2 separate regions of the Sus scrofa genome follow, and region 1 is linked to region 2. The links are chromatin contacts, called in public Hi-C maps. All regions are on one chromosome and are shown on one strand. The core of a region is the stretch at or near the end of the contact, and the rest is flanking DNA. Distances in the headings are between cores, read along the strand shown. Region 1 overlaps HERC2 (E3 ubiquitin-protein ligase HERC2). Region 2 overlaps HERC2 (E3 ubiquitin-protein ligase HERC2).

Region 1 (6,990 bases), core at 3,496-5,995, 120 kb before region 2:
GTTTAAAGACTGATACCTTCCCCCCTACATTTAGGAGTAAGACAAGGATGCCCATTTTTGCCACTTCTATTCATCCTAGTACTAGCAGATCTAGCTGAAGCACTAAGGCAAGAAAAAGAAATACAAAGCATCCAAATTGTAAAAAAAAAAAAAAAAAAAAAAGGTATCAGAGTTCACAGACAACATGATCTCATATGTAGAAAACTCTAAAGACTCCACTAAAAAACAAAACAAAACAAAACAAAAGCCCTGTTAGAGATAAATTCAGCAAACTTGCTGGGTACTAATTCAACAAACAAAATGTGTTGAAAATATGCAGTGTGTATGTATAGTATGTACTTCTACATACTAGCAACAAACATTGTAAACAGGACATTTAAAAAACTAATTTCATTTAAGATAGCGTGAAAAATAAACACTTATGAATAAGTTTAACCAAGAAGACCTAAGACTTAAACACTAATCACAAAACATTGCTGAAAGAAATTAAAGAAGATCTAAGTAAATGGAAAGACAATTAACAATTCTGTCCAGAGATAAAATGATTCAATGCAATTGCTATCAAAATACTGTTTTTTACAGAAGTAGAAAAATCTATCTCAAAAGTCATATTGACTTCCAAGGGACACTAAATAGTCAAAACAATCTTGAAAAAGAACAAATTTGGAAGATTCACATTTTCCAATTTCAAAACTTTCTACAAAAGCTATCATAATCACACTGTATAATGTGGTACTGACGAAAAGATAGGCAAAAAGACCAATGGAATAGAATACAGAGCCCAGGAAAAAACTCTCACATCTATGGTCAACTGATTTTTAAAAAGGGTGCCAAGACTATTCAATGGTGAAAGGACAGTCATTTCAACAAACGGTGCTGGGAAAACTGGATACACACATACAAAAGAATAAAGTTATATATTATATGGCATACAGAAATTAGCCCAAAATGGTTCAAAGATCTAAACTGAAGAGTTAAAACTATAAACCTTTTAGAAGGAAACATAGGAGCTAGTCTTCATGACTTTGGAATTAATGATGATTTCTTAAATTGACCCAGAAGTAAGTATGACAGCAAATGCCCAGGAAACAAAAGAAACAATAAATGTATTAAATTTCATTAAAACTTAAAACTTTTATCCATTACAGAATCCTATCACGAGAGTGAAAGAACAACCCACGGAATAGGATAATATTTGCAAATCATTTATCTGATAAAAGTTTAACGTACATAACATATAAAGAACTCTTATGACTCAACATCAAAAGTTTTTAAAAGGGCAAAAGATTTGAATTGACATGCCCCCTAAAAAGATATACAAATGGCAAAAAACACATGTAAAGAGTCCTGGTGTCATTTGTCATTAGGGAAACTCAAATAAGAATCACAACAATATACTACCTCTCACTCATGAGGATGACTGTGATCAAAAAAATAAAAGAAAATAACAAATATTGGTGACTATGTAAAGAAACTGGAACCCTCATACACTGCTGCTAAAAATGTAAATGGTGTAGCCTCTATGGAAAACATGTTGGTGGTTTCTCAGAAAGTTAAAGAACTACCTAATGACCCAGTTATTCTACTCCTAATTTTGAAAATACAAAGTCAAACTGACTTGTACTCCAATGTTCACAGCAATGTCATTTGCAACAGCTGAAAGGTACAAACCACCCAAAAGTCCATTAATAGATGGCTGGATAAGCAGGCTGTGGTAGAGAAATACAATGGAACATTACTCAGCCATAAAAAGAAATGAGGTTCTGCACATGCCACAACATGGATGAACCCTGAAAACATAAGGTGAAATAAGTAAGACACAGAAAAACACAAATTTTGTCTGATTCCACTTATACGAGGTACCTAGAGTTGTCAAATTCACAGAGATGGAAAGTGGATTGGAGGATGCCAGGGGTTGGAAGAGGGAAGAATGAGGAATTACTGCTTAATGGGTATACTCCTGTGTAGGCGAAAAAGTTTTAGAAATACATAGTGGTGAAAGTGTAGAATATGCCCTTAACTGTACACTTGAAAGTACACATATTGTGCTATGATAAAAATATATACTAAAAGACAATCAAAAAGACTCACTCTCCATCTAACCAATTCCACATCCTACCCACCAAAACATTTACTAGTCTCATAAGATTCTTGTGCTCTTCTTTACGGAAATATCAGCAAACAAATCCTGTCACTCTAGTTCTAGTGACCACGCATCACTTGAAAAAACAAACTGCAGTTCCTCAGTTGGTTAGGACCATCTTCCCTGTTTCACTGTGCACCCAGCACACTGCTCACCACATAAGTATGAACTTTAAAGAGCAAACTAAGTACATTTTTTTCAACAATAATTATCTCATTAATAGTAGTTTGAAGAAAGAGAAAATAACCATTCTACTATACCTGGTTCATTTATTCTGCCAAATGTATGCCTTGCATTATGTTTTCTGGTTTTGAAACATGTTTCACAAAAATCAAAGTCATCACAGTTTCTGCATTTGAATCTAGATCCATTGATAGGAAACATCTGACAGCCATCGCACCTATTTTTAAAACAGCAGTTGAGTTGAAAAGAAAGAGATATGGTCATTTATTAAATTTATTTCCAAAGAAAACCATTTCTCCCAAACAAATCTAGCAATATAAAAATAAAAACTCACGTAACACCAGGATGAACACTGGGTACCAACTCCATTTCTGATAACAGCCCAGTCCAGTGCGACTGCTGGGGAAAGTCGACAATAACATCTTTTCCATTGGCACTGAAAGCTAGGACAGAACAGAAATCGTCTGAAACATCTGTGTCACCAGTATAAACCTAAAATTAGAATTAAATCTATAACTAGTCAAGTGATAGTATATTACAGTCATTTATATTTTATAAAGAGTACTCCTCTTTGAGGGAGACATACTAAGATACAGATGAACTAACATATGATGACAATCAGGGATTAACTTCAAAGTAATGGAGGGAGGGGATCATGAATGAACAACTGTGGCCAATAGTGGACAGCTGTTAAAGCCAGGTGGATACACAGAAGTTCATTATACCACATTCTCTTCTTTTGCGGATGTTTGAAAATTTCCACAATAAGAAGGTTTCCTTGTTTGTTTTTAATTAAACCAAGCAAAAACTCCAAGGAGAAGTTTCCATCGTGGCTCAGCAGGTTAAGGCCCTGACACCGTTTTCATGAGGATGTGGGTTCAATTTCTGGCCTCTCTCAGTGGGTTAAGGATGGAGTGTTTCCACAAGCTTCAGTGTAGGTCACAGATGCGGCTCAGATCCAGTTGTTGCTGTGGCTGGAGGTAGGCCTCAGCTGCAGCTCCGATTCTACCCCTGGCCCAGGAACTTCCATATGCCACAGGTGTGGCCGTAAAAAGAAAAAAAAAAAAAAATCTTAGGGAATAAAAATCACATTAATAACGTTACGACACCTCTTGCACTTTGGTGAAAGATGCTCAAAACATTAACTTCTAAACCAAGTTAATTATTTTAAAAATTTATCTTTGTTTTAAATTGTAAAGCTTTTAAGAATCTCTTAAGAAAACTGTTAAACTCAAGTAAAATGTTTAATAAGCCGTTTGTTTTTAAGTAACTTAAGAAAACACTAACACCCCAATCCACTGTGGAAGCACCACCATTGCGGCCATTTCTAATCTAAGAGAATTTTCTATGTGGCTGAAAGAAGACAAAACAAAGCAAAAATGGCACTGAAAGAGTTTAAAGATAAAATAAAAGCACACCTACATTTAATCATCTCTCACACTATTGTTAAAATGGCTACAGTGTACCTTTTAAAGTATGCCATGTGTTTGATTTGAAATCTCAAGAATATCACATTAAATATAAACCAAAGAGCATTTTGTTTCCAGTTCTTAACTCTCATCACTTGCACATTTCCATTTATTAAATTCAGTCCTAAAGTCTTATTAAAAAAAGAGAGGAAAAAAAACATCGAAGGAACTAGCCATTTGGCAGAAGGACTGACAGACCAAGTTTACAGCACTCCAACATGAGACAAGGCTACCCTAGGACTATGACAGATTGAGGCAAAACTAAAACCTCTCTTTACCACGTCTGGTCAATGTTCAATCTAATCCAAACCGCAAACCCATGCTGGCTGGTATGAAAAACTACTCCTTGCCAATTATAGCCTCATCATGTGAGTCCATTATTCCTTCCTTCTAAACAATATTTTTTAAGGTACCCACTCTCATGTAAGTGATAGGATATGATGTTGGTATCCAAATGAGACAAGGTGGGAGGTGGGGGGGATGCTCTGGGGGTTTGGGATGGAAATTCTATAAAATTGGGTTGTGATGATCGTAGTACAACTATAAATGCAATAAAATTCATTGAGTAAAAACAAACAAAAGATATCCACTCTTAGAATTATCCCAATTCCTTGAACCCTCTCTGAAATACCCAATGCAAACATTACTGCTCTTTGTTACACCCACTTATAGAGAAATCTCCTTTCCAGGGTATGCATCCTCTCAAGTTGCAGTGAGTTAGCACACATGACTCTGTTCAACAACAGGTGTGCTCCTGGCCTGGAGGGCACTGACTAGCGAAAGAACACTATTTATATATCCTAAGGCTTGCTTTACACTTGTTTTTCTTGCCCTTAAATGTGAAAGAAAAGAAAGTTTACATTAATTTTTTTGCCTAGATAACAGTACCTTTCACGACCCCCACACTTTGATGAGTCACAGATCCCCATTTGTATTTCGGTGTGGTGACTGAGGCTTTGACTCGAACTTTATCACCAATCTTGATGTGAGAAGGAGAACTTGGTGGAGGATAGCCTAAAGATTCCGGTAAAAATTGAACTATAATTAGCATTCATATGTGGGAACTCTGAATCTAATTAAGAAATGCAAAAGAACTTAATGTTCTCACCTATAAGTTCCACATGAATATACCTAACCCAGTAAGTGCCTCCTTTCTGTTGCCAATCACACTGCACATTGAGGTCATGTAATCCATCTCTATCCAGTTTGATTACTTTGCCCACATCTCCCTCACACACTTCCTCATATGTTCGACAGCATCTAACCATCATTCCCACCTGAAATTAAAATTAAGTTAAAAATCTAGTTCAGTGTACAGATGAAATGATCGATTGTTAATTAAGTAGCATTATTCTACTTCTAACAAAGGATTTCATCTAGCACCTAGTGTGCTATCAAAAGTCATTTTACACTAAATGGAACCAGAGCTCTTTGGAAAACTGTCTGGCTCAATGTCTGAGGCAGAAAATATACAAGATGAATTTGAATCAACTTGCGTCATTAAGCAAGGGAACTAGCAAAGACCAACGGGTTCCCTCAAATGAACAAACTACGCAAGAGCAAAATTACCTGAAACACATCAAATCCATAACAGTCAACAAATTCACCATAATGATAATAAGCAAAACAAAGGTTCTTGGTCATCTCTATAACTACCAGGGCACCCATTCACCATTCTGAAAATTGATAATGCAAGTGAACAGAAATCAACCATTGATTCTGCCTTTCCTATACACAATATATTATAGTGACAAGAGTTGATAAAAAAGTTTTCTTCAACAAACAGAAGTCCAGCTAATAAATTTGGAAGGAATAACAAAGTCAGAATTGTGTGACCGTTCTTGAAGGGTTTAGAAGATAACAGTAATACTCCTGAAGCACCAAGATGGGCAATTAATAGATGACAAGGGATGTTGCATGTTGGGCCACATGATATACTCCTTCCTAAGATGAGTCCAGTTCCTGAGTCCAATTCTTCTCCATTTCTCCAACTTTACAGGAAATGCAGAAGAGGGAGGACGACATGGACCAATGTAGTTTTAGCCAAAATAAATGGCATGAAAAGGAAAAAAAAGGAAGGAGAGAGACTATTCTAGGTTAAAAAGACACCCAAGTATAAGGTATGAGATCTTGTTTGTATCCACCTTCTTCAAAATTACTGTAAGAAGCCATTTTTGAAAAAATTGGGAAAATCTGAGCAAGCATTAGATATGAGATGACAGGGAATTCTTGTTTATCTTGTTAGGTCATGTTAGGTATCAGTAATGTCATTATGTTGGGATTTTCTCTGAACTATACTACCTAGAACAAAAGAATTAAAACATAAAAAGCATATCTAAATTTTTAAAATCAGATGGCAGTGAGATAATAATTAAAAAAAAAAAGCAAAAGGAGATGGTAAAAGTGTCCAAGTGGAGGTGACTGGGAAACACCTCTGTGTGCCACAACCCTGTGAACAAGCCACCTTCTGCTCTCTAGCTCTGGCCCCTTGCTGATCTTCTGTTCCTCTGTCCTCTGCCCTAGCCCCAGTGGCCTCCCTGCTGGGTGCTATGCCCTCCCCCTTGTCAGGTCTGACTTTGTGAGATGCAACAGTTTCTGAATGAAAACCTAAGCAAAGCTCCAGCCTATGGCAATTACTCACCTGAATATTCTCCCTCACGTACACAGCATAATCATCATTACTCAAGAAATCAGCTCGTTTTTTGTAAGTCTGGCTCTCTGTTACAACAGCACCAGTAGACTACAAGAGATAAATATATTTTTTTAAAAGGTGAACCAGTTAAACCTACTTAAGAAGAAATAAATATGTGAAATCTATATTAAAAAAGTATGAAATATTATACTATATTTCCACTATAAAATTCATTTTAAAAAGAATAATAGCAACGGCATAGTAAGCAGAATTAGTCTCAAAAGCTGAAAATATAGAAAATTTCTGAGGCATTTTCAAATTAATCCCCTGAAACAACTTACTCAAATCAGAAGTCAATGCGTTACATAAATACTGATTTTTCTTTTCTTTTTTTTTTTTTTGGTGGCTGCATCCATGACATGTGGAAGTTCCAGGGCCAGGGATCAAACCTACGCCAGAGCAGTGACCTGAGCCACAGCAGTGACAAGGCAGGATCCTTAACCCACTGAGCCACCAGGGAACTCCCAACTAATGATTTTTAAAAACAAGATCTCCTCTAACAG
Region 2 (6,661 bases), core at 2,591-5,090:
ACCCAGCACCCACATATTGGTTTCCAAGTACCACTACCCACTAAAAGAAACCAGAGCTGTACGAAAAAAGGCTGAATCAAGCCTAGGGCAGAAAGATGAGCTTGAAATATCACATGTTTGCACCAAAAAAAGCTGCTCAAAGTGTGATAGGGATTCCACCACCCAAATTTAGAATAACTTTTTTTTTTTTGGCTGCACCTGCAATATGCAGAAGTTCCCAAGCCAGGGACTGAACTTGAGCCACAGCAGTGACAACACTGTATCCTTAACCTGCTAGTCACCAAGGACTTCCCAAATGTAGAATAATTTTGAACACCAAAATACATAACAACTGGACTGAAAAAGTAAATACAAACAGGAGTCCACAATGATATTTACAGACAAAATTAAAATGTTCTTAGTTGTCAGTATCCAGGAGTCAGAAAAAGATTTCCCAGGCAGTAGCCAGCGAAGGGCAGAACACACAGAGAAGGCAATCATTCTGAAAACTGCAGGTGCAACAGAAGCCCTCTTATCAGACACTTTACACTAAAACAGACACATCTGTTTGCCCGTCTTTTAAAGGAAAGCCAGGGCCTTTTCTTTGTTCACAAGTCTACTAACTTGCTCTTCATCATCTTCTAGCGTTTACCACTCCCGTAAAACATCCGCTCTTTCCAGTCTGTTTTTTTAAGTGGAGCAAGAATTGAAGAGCACTTTGTGAGTAATCTCAGTACAGAATTCTTCTAGACTTTCAAGACTTTCCCCAATCCTTTACAGTACTCTCTTACCTAACGTGTACAGCAATGTTTTTTTAGCATCTATTATCCAAATAATGTGTAATAGGCACATCTAAGACACCCTCAAAGATCCTTGCCCAGTGGTGCCCATGCACCCTGTGTAATCCTCTGAGTATGGCTGTGAATAGGCTGAGACATCAGACCCATGACTAGATTTTGTTTCCTTCTGTGGAAAAGCTGAAGGAATTTCTTGCATATAATTAAAGCCTCACATCAGCGGATTTCTAGTTAATCAAAAGGAAGATGATTCTAGGGTCCTGTCAGGTGAAAGCCCTTCAGAGGATGAGACCATCCAGAATAGACACTCTCCACAACCACTGCCAGGAGCTGTCTATGGAGAGGGTTGTCTCCTATGAGCCCACAATTCACAACCCCAACAAACTGAATTCTGCCAACAAGGACCCTAACGAGACCCCAGATAAGAAGGCATACTGGCCAGCACCCTGACTGTAGCCTGTGGGTCCCAAAGCAGAAAACCCAGCTAAGCCATGACCAGAATCCTGACCCACAGAAAGGGAAAGAGCTGCTAAATTTCTGGTCAGTGACTTGTTACACAGCAGAGAAAACCAATTTGGCATCCAATTTAGTTTCCATAGAAGCAGTAACTTTCTTTCAGCACTCATGTTTTATCTGTTCCCATCACTAACAAGACAACTGCCAAAACACTGGACTGTCGGAAAAAGTATTAACCAGCAGAGAGAAGAGTAAATCCTTCCTAAAAAGTGAGCCACAAACATTCAGGGCCCCTGAGGTAATAACACGGGACGAGAAAGGCCTGGTTCACCTGCTGATCTGGGTAAGAGGAGGGCAGCTAAAACCTCCAGGCCCAGGCAGCCACAATGGCAGGGAGGCAAATAGCATCCAACTAAACAGCCCTATGTGTGCCATGCTACAGCCTTTACACACCACCTCCAGGGGCTCCAGGGAATAAATGATCAAGTCTCCAATTAAAAATAAGTGTCAGGGCAGTGGATGGAGACAAAGGAAGAAACCAGAAACAGAGAAAATAACTTAGGAGATCTCTGTTGAGAGCTCCAAAAAAAAAAAAAAGGATGAGAGCCTCAGCCAAAACAAGGAAAGAAGAGTAAAGTATTTCAGATCAAAGAGGACAGATCAGACATTAAATGTGAAAAATGAAAACAGACTCAGCATGAGAGACTTAGCTCAGTTTTAACCACTGAGATCTGCACCAACCACTAAACACAAACATGGAGATCCTCTCCCCATGCATGCACACACACATATACACATATGCACTCACACAGATACACATTTACTGCAAATACAAATTCAGATCTTAGCAGAGTATTCATTCAGGGCTAGAGGTTCAAATCTGGGAGTCAGCAGCAAAGAGGCCGTAGACCTGGAGGAGAGGCCACCAACCAAGGACAGAGGGTGAACCAACATCCTCAGGCCCTATGGCACACTAGGATTACTGAAGAGCGGCTGGGGATGAATCATTTATAAAGAGGAAGCCAAGGAAGAAGCCCACTTTATGTGGAAACAGGAACAGTCGTTCCCACCCATTCTTTCTGTAGTGCTGGGAAGGAAAAGGGTGGGGCAGAAGCTGTGTAGAAGGTAGACACTGGGTGTCTGGAGGGATATTCATGGTAGAGGCCTCCCAGGAACTGAGGACCCAAAAGCAAGTAACCACCATTCAAACTACAACGGTTCAGGCATCTAAAAGGATTCAGGGGAAGGAGGAACATTGCTAAGGCAACTAAGCAAGCTTCCCTGGTCAAGAGCTTGAAAGAGCTAGACTGTGGAAGGCAGAGATGAAGCCCCAGGTAGAGCATTCCCAGGCACTGGAAGGGAAGCAAAGGATCCCAAGGAGAAAGAAGCCAGGAAAATGGCACTGGGAGAATAAGCAATAAAAATCACTTCAGGGAGTTCCCTGGTGGTCTAGCGGTTAGGATTCAGTGCTTTCACTGGCAGAGCCTGGGTTCAACGCCTGGTCTGGGAACTGAGATGCCACATACATCAAGCCACTGAACACAGCAGCCAAAAAAAAAAAATTCAATTTTTCAGGTTAAGAGTAGTCATACAACAATCTATAAATAGCTTGTCTTTATTTGTAGCCACTTTACATAAAAGTTCCCAATGGGTGACAATACAGATCTTAAATTTTAACTTTTTGCATTTGGAATCCAGATACCTCTAATTAGTATTATTTGGTCTTAGGACCCTTTTCCAATTTGCTCTTATATTCTTACCTCACACCTCTAAAATGACATGGCAGGAAAAGGCATTTTCATCCTGAAAAGAAGCCAACAAGAGGAGTAGCAACATGCCCAGTTTTGAGGAACAGTAACTAAAACTCAGAGGTTCAATCATTTGACCAACGCCCACAACATTGAGGCTGTCAGAGGTAGTTTTTTGGGAAGATGCTTAACTCCCAAGCTTGTTCTCTTCTCACCAACACAACATGCACCCACGTGCACAGTAAGGAGGCCCAGGGGAGAAATCGCAGATGCTACCAACACCTGAAAATCAAACAGGATCAGGCAAGAGGGTCCTTAAGGTGTCTATTAAAATGACTACTTCAGAACTGTAAAATTACACAATATAATCCAAAATAGAATACAAGAAATGAAATAAATGGCATTTTGATTAACTTAGAGATTAGAAAATGGGGTTTACTTCTATCTTTAAAATATGCCTGAAAAGTAATCTGTTCAAATATTTGCATATGACTAAAGTAAACATATCTGGCTTTTTTTTCTTAGCCTTGCAGAAAATTACCTTCTGCACCCTTTGAACACAGAACAACATACCAATTCCAAAAAATCTTAAGGTTTCTGGGAGCAACTGGGAAAGTCAGAAAGAAACATAAAAGACATCTGTTTAAAATCTTCGAGGCAGCAAGGAAGAGCAAGCCTGAGACCCAGAGAGGAGGACAGCACAGAGAGCCGAAGGCTGCTTGCCTAAAGGCACCTGCCTACTCCATGAGCAGGGCTGATACCAAGCAGATCTCAGTGGAGCTGCTGAGAAAGGGTGGAGCTGTGCTCCTCACAGGGGAGAGGCCTGGAAAACACGCCATGCTTTGAGCCACATACACCAGAAAGATGGGTGAGGTGCAAGCAGACCTGCAGGAGCCCAGTTTGGAACAGTGACAGTTCCTTACTGGCCTGCAGTAATCTGTGGTCACTAATACTTCTAGTTTGGTACCTCCTCTCTAGATGATATCGTTATCAGAGCCTCAAATGATCACGACAATTTCTCACAGATAATACCTAGAACTCAGAATAAAAACCACAATGGGTAAGACAAGACCACATATTTGAAAAATGAAAAAAAAAAAAAAAAAAAACATAAAACAGATCAAGAGAGGAGCCAGAGAAAAGAAAAATGGACATGCTTTGCCCTAAAAGGAAAGTCCAAGCAATGGATTAAAGTGCTGACACTTTCCCCGGCAGATGCCAGCACAGGGCAGGGAGGGGAAGGGCAGAAGGGGAGGCAGGATCAGGAAGCACATAACACAGCAAATTATGACAGGGGTCAAAAAATTAAGGCCCGGCCCAAGGGCCAAGTCTAGCCCACAGCCTGATTTTATATGTCCCCCAAGCTAAGAGTGGCTTTTACATTTTTCAGTGGTTGAAAAATAATCAAGAAGGAAAATCTTTTGTGACACATGAAAATTATGACATTCAAACTGTGATATCCATCAAGTTTACTGGAATCTACCAACACGCACTTGTGTTTACGTTACTGTCTGTGTCCACTTTCGCACAACAACAGCAGAGGTGAGTAGCTATTACAGAGAACATATGGCCACAGAAATATTTACTATCTAGCCCTTTACAGAAATAGTTTGCTGACTCCCATGTTACTGCACTGGCCCCCACTCCAAGGTATGCTACAGGCATGCTGTCTAGGCATGAGGGGCTCTTTGCCAAGGTTTGCAAGAAGAAACCACAGAACCATCCAAGGAGGCGGGGAAAGGGGAGGGGTGAATTAAAATACCCAGTTCCCTTATCTTTCCTTGCCAAGGGGTGAATGTTCACCCCATGAAAGTGAGCTCCTGCTCTCCCCTACCTTAGAGACTATGTCACCTCCAACTCCATGACAGGCAGATGGGAAGCCACAACCTATGCCCTGTTGTTTGACATTACGTCCAAGACTAGAAGTAGAAGGGTGGCCCACAGGCATGCTGGTGTTTCAACCCACAGGGAAAGGAAGAGGCAGTCTAGGAATCTAAAGAGATTGCACAAGGTTTGGTATGTCTAAGCAATTAACAGTTCAGATTAACAATATCAACAGAGAAAGGAAAATTATTTTTAAAATGTACTAAGCAAACTGCCAAATCACTTCAAACTAAACATTTAAAATAGATGCATTTTGGAATTCCCTGGTGGCACAGCGGGTTAAGAAGCCAGTGTTATCACTGCCGTGGCATGGGTCACTGCTGTGGCGCAGGTTCAATCCCTGGCCTAGGAACTTCTGCATGCTGCAGGTACAGCCAAAAATAAATAAATAAAATAGATGTCTTTTACTAAATATAATTATACCTCAATAAAATGCATTCAAACAAAAATGTGGAAATTATAAACCAAAAAAAAAAAAACTTTATCTAAAATTAAGAACTCAATGAATGAGATTAAAAGCAGATTGGGTGAGTTCCCTGATGGTCTAGTGGTTAGGATTCAGTGCTTTCACTGGTGCAGCCTGGGTTTAATTCCACATCAAGCCGCTGCACATCACAGCCAAAAAATTATTTTTAAAAAACAAAACAAAACAAATTTTAAAAAGCAGATTCTTCACCCATGAAGAATTAACTTCTTTAGGAATTACTTCTCTAGTAGAAAACCAGAAGAATATATCAAACAGCTGTTTTCAAACACTGGACAGCAGGTAGCCCAGAACTGTGATCCCTGAGACAGGCAAGAGATAAAGCAAGGGCAATAAGTGCCCAAGCTTAACGCCTACAAGCAGTTTCCAGGCTGCAACACAGGAAAGGGGAACCCAAATATAGCCCAGAGGTCTTGCTGAATGAAGGAGAAAGATCAGCTACAATTAAGTCAAAATGACAAGAATACAGGCAAGAAGGTTGGCTGCAGAGACACTGATCTCTGGAGAAGGGCAGAGGGGACCCCAGGAGACTTTGGCTGAGTGCTGATCTGGGCACTGCCAAGGCTGGGGAAAGAAACTCTACAAAGAAGCAGGCAGAACCTCTGTGATTCACAGTCTGGGAAAAGCTTGTGTTTTCACCAACCAGAACAGACCTCTGAGCACATCCTAAGAAGGACAGAGCCTTACTAAGGCAGCTATCTTAGTCCAAGATTAAAGGCTCTGCTAAATCAGCCCAAACAAACTTTAGGATCAATCAGGCCAAACTGATCCCAACTGAACTTACATGCATGCCCGACAAAACTAATGTTCTTTAAAAGAATAAGATCCAACACAAAATAATGTAATATTTATAATGTCCAACACTCAATTAGAAAAACTACCAGGCATGCAAACACGACCCATAACCAGAGCAATAAATCAACAGAAATGACAAAATCAACTAATTGAAATAAATCCAGAAATGACAGATATGAAGGAATTGGCAGACGACACTGGTAAAAGCTCTATTAGAAATATGCTCCATATACTCACAGAGAGGAAAATATGAACATGATGACAAGTAAAATGGAAGATATAAAAAGGACTGGAAGGGAATCTCTAGAGATGAAAAATATAAGACGTAAAGTGAAAACTCCAATGCACAGGATTACTAGACTAGCACTACAGAAAGTTCTATTATAACACACCATATTTAAGCATACAGCTATGATATGTTACACGCTCTCCCTTTTAAAACTCATTTACTCTGGGTTTTACCCACAATTACAGGTTTAATGCTCACCACTAGTCTTCTTGGCAATCTACAGTCATTC

The links. Hi-C and Micro-C count contacts between places; a contact is called where the count stands out from the background.
Region 1: a contact with region 2 is called in a Hi-C map of fetal skeletal muscle, with 1.6 times the contacts expected there. The contact joins two enhancer-like sites. A contact is called at or near these places in 2 of 47 Hi-C or Micro-C datasets (epiblast stem cells and fetal skeletal muscle) and 1 of 2 datasets of contacts at active chromatin or transcription factors (alveolar macrophages).

Annotation. Positions count from the first base shown.
Region 1 is chr15:56,560,371-56,567,360 of Sscrofa11.1, reverse strand. HERC2 (E3 ubiquitin-protein ligase HERC2) reads right to left here. Exons shown (of 93, transcript XM_021075345.1): 48 at 6,437-6,535; 49 at 4,904-5,072; 50 at 4,684-4,809; 51 at 2,661-2,769; 52 at 2,404-2,543. Among named protein-coding and RNA genes, the nearest start is that of OCA2, 94 kb to the left of the region's middle. Within about 2 kb of position 4,745, at least 3 of the 83 cell types and tissues checked have an H3K27ac peak or open chromatin away from gene starts, as enhancers often do. A contact at or near this core is called in fetal skeletal muscle, where this site is marked.
Region 2 is chr15:56,443,415-56,450,075 of Sscrofa11.1, reverse strand. All of the region lies in intron 2 of HERC2 (E3 ubiquitin-protein ligase HERC2), which reads right to left. Among named protein-coding and RNA genes, the nearest start is that of HERC2, 8.6 kb to the right of the region's middle. Within about 2 kb of position 3,840, at least 12 of the 83 cell types and tissues checked have an H3K27ac peak or open chromatin away from gene starts, as enhancers often do. A contact at or near this core is called in fetal skeletal muscle, where this site is marked.